Regions from separate parts of the Macaca mulatta genome. Here region 2 is linked to region 1. Evidence: chromatin contacts called from public Hi-C data. All regions are on one chromosome and are shown on one strand. The core of a region is the stretch at or near the end of the contact, and the rest is flanking DNA. Distances in the headings are between cores, read along the strand shown. Region 1 has its middle 360 kb from the start of RASGEF1B. Region 2 holds the start of RASGEF1B (RasGEF domain family member 1B).

Evidence for each region. Hi-C and Micro-C count contacts between places; a contact is called where the count stands out from the background.
Region 2: a contact with region 1 is called in a Hi-C map of fetal cortex germinal zone, with 3 times the contacts expected there. The contact joins the promoter of RASGEF1B here to the enhancer-like site in region 1. A contact is called at or near these places in 8 of 14 Hi-C or Micro-C datasets (CD4 T cells, blood, cortical neurons and 4 more).

The regions. Positions count from the first base shown.
Region 1 is chr5:51,951,876-51,955,203 of T2T-MMU8v2.0, reverse strand. No RefSeq gene overlaps it. Among named protein-coding and RNA genes, the nearest start is that of RASGEF1B, 360 kb to the left of the region's middle. Within about 2 kb of position 1,788, at least 1 of the 40 cell types and tissues checked has an H3K27ac peak or open chromatin away from gene starts, as enhancers often do. A contact at or near this core is called in fetal cortex germinal zone, where this site is marked.
Region 2 is chr5:52,315,945-52,319,285 of T2T-MMU8v2.0, reverse strand. It overlaps RASGEF1B (RasGEF domain family member 1B), which reads right to left and starts at 1,265. Exons shown (of 14, transcript XM_078002636.1): 1 at 1,244-1,265.

The sequences.
Region 1 (3,328 bases), core at 539-3,038:
ATCTTCACTCAATCTTCTGATTAAAATGTTCATCTCTTCCAGAAACAACTTCACAGATATAGCTAGAAATAATGTTTTACCAGCTACCAGGGCATCCCTTAGCCCAGTTAAGTTGACATGTAAAGTTAACCATCACAATGGGTGATTCACAAAAGCATAACTTCTAAAATGCCTTTACATTTGACTTTGACACACATTAGTGGTTAATTTAGAAAACAGGTACTTCAACATATCTTCCGTAAATTAACATTAATAACTGTTTGTAGAAATATTCCAAGTGGGCAGAAAGGGAAAACTGACCTAAAAGGAAAAGTGAACTGGGATTTAAAAAAAAAAAAAAAAAGTCCCTAATAAGTCCTTGGACAGAAAGCCCACACAAAGGAGATCAGTAATTGGTGGCTCATTTAGTCCAGCCTACAAAAAGACGCTTCCAGAAAGTGTGTTTCTTACCCAATTCTCACTGGTGGAAATGTTTTTGCAAAGTGATTGAGCACTGAAAAGAGATCTCAAATATTCTTTCTAAAAATTAATTTACCTTTTATTTTGAGATAGAGTCTCATTCTGTCACCCAGAATGAAGTGCAGTGGCTCAATCATGACTCACCGCAGCCTTGATCTCTCAAGCTCAAGCAGTCCTCCCACCTTAGCCTCCCAATTAACTGGGACCAGAGGCATGCACCACCATGCCTGGCTAATTTTTTTTTAATTTTTTGTAGAGATGGTGTCTCAATATGTTGCCCAGGCTGGTCTCCAACTCCTGGGCCAAGTGATCCTCTCACCTCAGTCTGCCAAAGTGCTGAGCACTTTTGACTGCAGGTGTGAGCCACCACAACCAACCAAATCCATATGTCCTATACTCCTTTTTTCAAGGGAGAGTTTACCTCTGAAAGATTTTACAATGCTGTTAATTCCCATTAAATTTAATTTAGAGAAACAGAAATAAATCTATTCTATCTCTACTGTGTCCATTTCTGTTATGTAATGCTTGTAACTAAGATTTACATTTTTAAAACAGCAAATATCTGACACTTCATTAAATTGGAACAGTCATGTGCAAGAGAATTGCTTAAGTACTGAATTATAAAATTAAGAAATTCAGAAATTGAATCTCTAAGATAGCAATATTATGAAATTTTATTTCGGGTACTATTTGTTCCTTTATATATGTATGTGTCTGTGTTTGGGTGTGGTTTTCACTCTCAGCCAGATACCCCCAGACAGAGGCCAGGTAGGTTTGATGAATGGTCAAATACAGTTGAAAGCTAAGAGCCGTTTAAAGGAATGATGTTTCCATAAAGCATCTCCATTTGATACCTGCGACTTGCACCTCACAGACACAATGGATGATTTCTTACTCATTGGTAGATGTCAAGACTAGACCTATCACATTACTAACAATTTGGAAGTCTCTTACACTTGAATCAATGAGTTCCCAAAGTGCACACTACTTGGATGCTTTCTTAGACAGTTTAGCCAGCCAATTCTAGGATTTCTAGACAAAATATGAATTTCCATTAGGTCTTCATTGCTTTAGTAGACTAGTATTGATAAATATACACTGGATACAGTGGTGTTCCCTCCAGGCAAAGTATGGCATTCACATTCTTTTTTAAAAACTGCATAATTTTAAAACATCAGCCAAAGGAAAAAACATACCACCAAATAAATGATAAAATTACAGTGTTTTCTTGTAGTCCATGAATACTGAAAATTTCAATTAACCAAGTGAAAAGCCATTGAATGTGCCAGCAGGATTTATATCCCAGACTAATGACCATCATCTGCATCCTATTTAGCTAATGAAGGCTTGGAACACTTGTGGATAATTAAGGGAAAGCTGATGGGAGGAAATTCAGACTACTGAAAGATCAAATCTATTTATGTCTGCATTTAAAACTAAACATATCTAATAGTTCACTCAATCAAGGCATAATGTCTGTTCATCTGGGATAAGATAGATGCTCAGAAGTTAAGTAGCTTGGTTAGCTCCCCAAACTCCAAATTCATTCCTCATTCATTCATCCAATACCCATCTATTGAATACCTACCACGTGCCTCTTCCCTTGTGAATCAACATGACAGTACCATGATCCCCCCAGTGTTTTTCCCACGACTTCACCTTTTCCACCTTCATTAAATGTACTGCTCTGGTTTTCACTTTACCCATGTAACTATTGTCCGCCTATCATAACAGACATGGCATGGCTGCAATCCAGGGGCATGATGGGAAATACAGGGTGCGCAGTGAACACCCGCCTTTTTCTCAGACCTGGCAGAGAAGGAGCAGGCCCCAGTCTGATTAATAGATGGGTGTTCATGTGAGGAAGACTAAGGATGTTAGAAAAAAGATAAAAACCTGGCATTCAGAAGTAGCCAGAACAGGAACCAAGCTCAGAGCAGCTCTACAGAATTTCACAGAATAGTTTACCAGTCATCTCATCCAACTGGTATTTTCTCATTCAGGGAGCACCTTAAAACCCCCTCTCTGGACCCCTACCAAAATCCCTGATTCATTTGTGTTTAGCAAAGGTGGCGCTTCAAGAACCTGCAATCCTAGGATCTGTTCCTATGCTGAAAAATGGCAAACATCAGTGGCAGGCATGTTGTGACAGCTCAATCTTCGGGGCACACATTTATGCCTACAGAATCCCTTCCATATGCGAAAGGAAGCTCAGGTGGAAAAACATCAGCACATCAGAGCCTACCTATGTCCAGCTGGGCACAGCTTAAAGCCAAAGGAGCTCAAACTTCAGAGGCATAAGAATCACCTGGAGAGCTTATTAAACCACAGATTGCTAAGCCCCTCCTCCAGAGGTTCCAACTTAGAAGGGATGCGGTGAAGCCAAAGGATTTGCATTTCTAACACATTTCTAGGTACAGCTGATGCTCCCAGTCCTGGAACCTTACTTTGAGAACCAGTAGTCTAAGCTATACCCAAAGCAAGTTAACACCAATGATAACTATGCCTCACAAAAGAAGAAAATGTCTCTGGAATTTCCAGAGCATAATTTTAATTAGTAACAATCCTAATACCTCCTGACATTTATCATTTATATAATACTTTCCATTTCTAAAGTCCCTTGACACACGGGTTTTTTTGTTTGCTTGTTTCTGGTTTTTTTGTTTGTTTGTTTTTGTTTTTTTGTTTTGTTTTGTTTTGTTTTTTGAGATGGAGTCTTGCTCTCGTCACCCAGGCTGGAGTGCAATGGTGCGATCTTGGTTCACTGCAACCTCCTCCTCCCGGGTTCAAGTGATTATCCTGCCTCAGCATCCTGAGTAGCTGGAATTACAAGCACCCACTACCATGCCAGGCTAATTTTTGTATTTTT
Region 2 (3,341 bases), core at 16-2,515, 360 kb before region 1:
AAGCTACGTTGCTTTTTCCTGAACTGCGCCGATTTGGTTGGGGCAAGACAGCAAGCCGTATTGAAATGGTACGTCCATGCACACACACAATGGCGCGCGCACCCCAGCCCCCGTCTCGCCCTTCTCCCTGGTGCAGCACTAAAGTTGTTTTTCACAGCTCCCTTAGAAAGAGCCTCCCTCAAGCTGATCGCCCGCGAGGCTCCCAGATACCTCTAGCTCACCTTAGATTCCCCAGGCAGGTGACCCGAGGCTATTCAACTGAGCTCTGGCAAAAGCAATACGACTCAGTGTCTCCCAAGTTTGCCAGGTGAACACCGAAGGATGACAGAACATCACCTTGTCGGTGAGGAGTATGTGACTTCTGTTCCCTTGTCCCTTCCTACGAGTCAGACTTTAGATTACATGGCACTGACAACAAAAATCAACAGCTCCCCCTACACACACACACACACACACACACACACACACACACACACACAAACTAGTTAAGAAGTGGAAGAATCAACCTAGGTATGCACACGAAGGAAAGAAGGGATGAAAAAAATGATGGACGCGACTACAACTCAAGACAAATCCTCAAAAACCACCGATCTCGAGACAGAAGGCCTGGCTGCAGGATCAGGGAGAAAGAGGGAAGGCACAACCCAACCCAAGCCCGTCCCTACCCGGGTTCCAGTGGCTCGGCCACGCACCTGTTGGGGCCGCGGCAGTCCCAGGTGCCCGCAGCGGCCGGGCAGGGGCCCTCCCCCGGTCCCGGGCTGAAACCCGGCTCTTGGTGCCCGCGTTCGCGCTCACTCGCCTCGGGATCTCCCACCGCCTCAGAGCGCACCCAGCCGGTGCAGTCTCTGAGCCCTGCTCGCTCCCCGCGCGGCCCCGGGATCTCCAGGGAGAGCGCAGCGCTCAGCAGGGTCCCGAGTTCCCGCTACCGGGCTGTGGTCCCCCCGCCGGGAGAAAATCCCAGCCAGGGAACAACCTACCTGCAGGTGGACTCTGAGTCCTCCGCCTCTCGGCTGCGTGCCGCGCGCCCACAAATGCGACCAAAGGACAGGGAGCGAAAGCGCGCGGGAAGAAGAAAAACAAAATCTGCCTAACCAGTCGGGTTCCTTGTTTATACTGAAACTACGGTAGCAGCCGCCGCGCACGCCCCCTTTGCTCGAGCTCCGGTCTCCTGCTGCCAGCCCCGCCCCCCGCCGCCAGCCCCGCCCCACCCCGGCAGGCGCGGGCCAATCACCGCACAACTCACCGCCCACGCCGCCGCCGCCGCCGACCCGGCAGGCGAGTCCCAGTGAGCCTTAGACTCCCGCAGCGCGTGGACCTGGGTGCCCTCCCACTCGGCAGAGGGCCGCGGAGCCCAGCGCAGCGGTGTTTAACAGAGCTGGTCGGGCTGGCTCCGACTGTGAGCGTTTCCTCTTGAGTGCACCCGCCCCGGGCTGTTGTGCAGTTGTGAGTGTGTGTGTGTTCATTCACCTGTATACTATCTGTAAATACCGGCCCGACTCGTTACACAGTATCTATTAACATAATCGTGAGCTAAAGGTTACTGTCCATGTAACTTTCAGAAGAGAGCGGAGAGGAACCACAGAACATTTGCTCAGCAAATACCACGTAGATCCTGGTGCTAAGCACTGTGCAAAACGCTGGGGGCACACTGTTGGCAAAGTAGGCTGGTCCCTGCCATTGTGAAGCTTACATAGTCTAGTGGAGGACATACATTCAGCAAATAACCACCCAAACAAAATGTAGCATTACAGCTCCTAGAAGTTCCACGGAGAGGAACCTGTTCCGTGAAACATGATTCCGGAGGCAAAGCAGGGAGGCTAGTCCTCAGTGAGGGCTGTGTTGTCATGGTAACCACATACTCCATCACGGGATATTTGATAACTATTTCAGAAAAAAAGTAAAAACCTCAGTACTTCACTTTGTACACATAAAAGGAGGCCAGAGGGAAGTAATGATGGAAACAAGGGAAGAGAGAGACCTATGGAAAGAAAAAAAATTACAGAATTAGGAGACTTACCAACTGTATGTCTTGAGTAAGTGATACAGCTTTACCGAGTTCCGGTTTTCTCATATATAAAACAACACTATTCATACCTGTCCTATACTACTATAATTAAGATTACTGAGGGGGAGGAATCCTTTTCCCTCCTGCTCCATGGGCCCCTCCCCCTCTCCTTCCTGGGGTGGAGTCTCATTTTGACACTCACTTTGTCCGTTCTTAGGAGATTCCTCCTTCATTTTCTTCACTTATGCCTCCGTTTACTTTTCTTCCTCTTTATATACTCCTTCCCTCCTTTCTGTAAATAGGACTCCCCTGATTCAGTAATTCACTCTAACCTAGCTAAGCCTTTGACTTAACCATAGCTTCTCTGCAGTTTAAATGAGAAGCCATAAGGCCAACGAAGTTTGGTGGGCCAGCCATGCAGAGTGAAACACAGAGGCTGGGTGGCCCTGCCTTGCTGTTGTGGTTGTGCTGGTTGGTTGATTTTTCAAGCTCAGTTTTGCCATCCTGGTTCTGTAGCAAATGAGCCATATGACATTGGGCCAGTCACTTACACTCTTGACATCACTGGTCCTGTAGCAAGAAATTAAGAGTTCCGGGGGATTGCTGGCAAGATGGCTGAATAGGAACAGCTGTGGTCTGCAGCTCCCAGCGAGATCGAGGCAGAAGACAGGTGATTTCTGCATTTCCAACTGAGGTACCCAGTTCATCTCATTGGGACTGGTTGGACAGTGGCTGCAGCCCACGGAGGGTGAGCCGAAGCATGGAGGGTGAGCCGAAGCACAGAGGGGCATCACCTCACCTAGGAAACGCAAGGAGTCAGGGAGTTTTCTCCTCTACCCAAGGGAAACCATGAGAGACTGAGCCTGAGGAACTCCGGCACAGATACTGTGCTTGTCCCCCAGTTTTCGCAACCCACAAACCAGGAGATTCCCTCCAGTGCCTACCCCACCAGGGCCCTGGGTTTCAAGCACAAAACTGGGCAGTTATTTGGGCAGACACTGAACTAGCTACAGGAGTTCTTTTTTTTCCATACTCCAGTGGCCCCTGGAATGCCAGTGAGACAGAACCGTTCATTCCCCCCGGAAAGGGGTGCTGAAGCCAGGTAGCCAGGTGGTCTGGCTCAGTGGGTCCCACCCCCATGGAGGCCAGCAAACTAAAATTCACTGGCTTGAAATTCTCACTGCCAGCACAGCAGCAGTCTGAGATCAACCCAGGACACTCGAGCTTGGTGTGGGGAGAGGTGTCTGCCATTGCTAAGGCTAGAGTAGGCAGCTTTATGCTCGTAGTGTAAACAAAGCTGCTGGGAAGTTCGAACTGGGCAGAACCCACTGCAGCT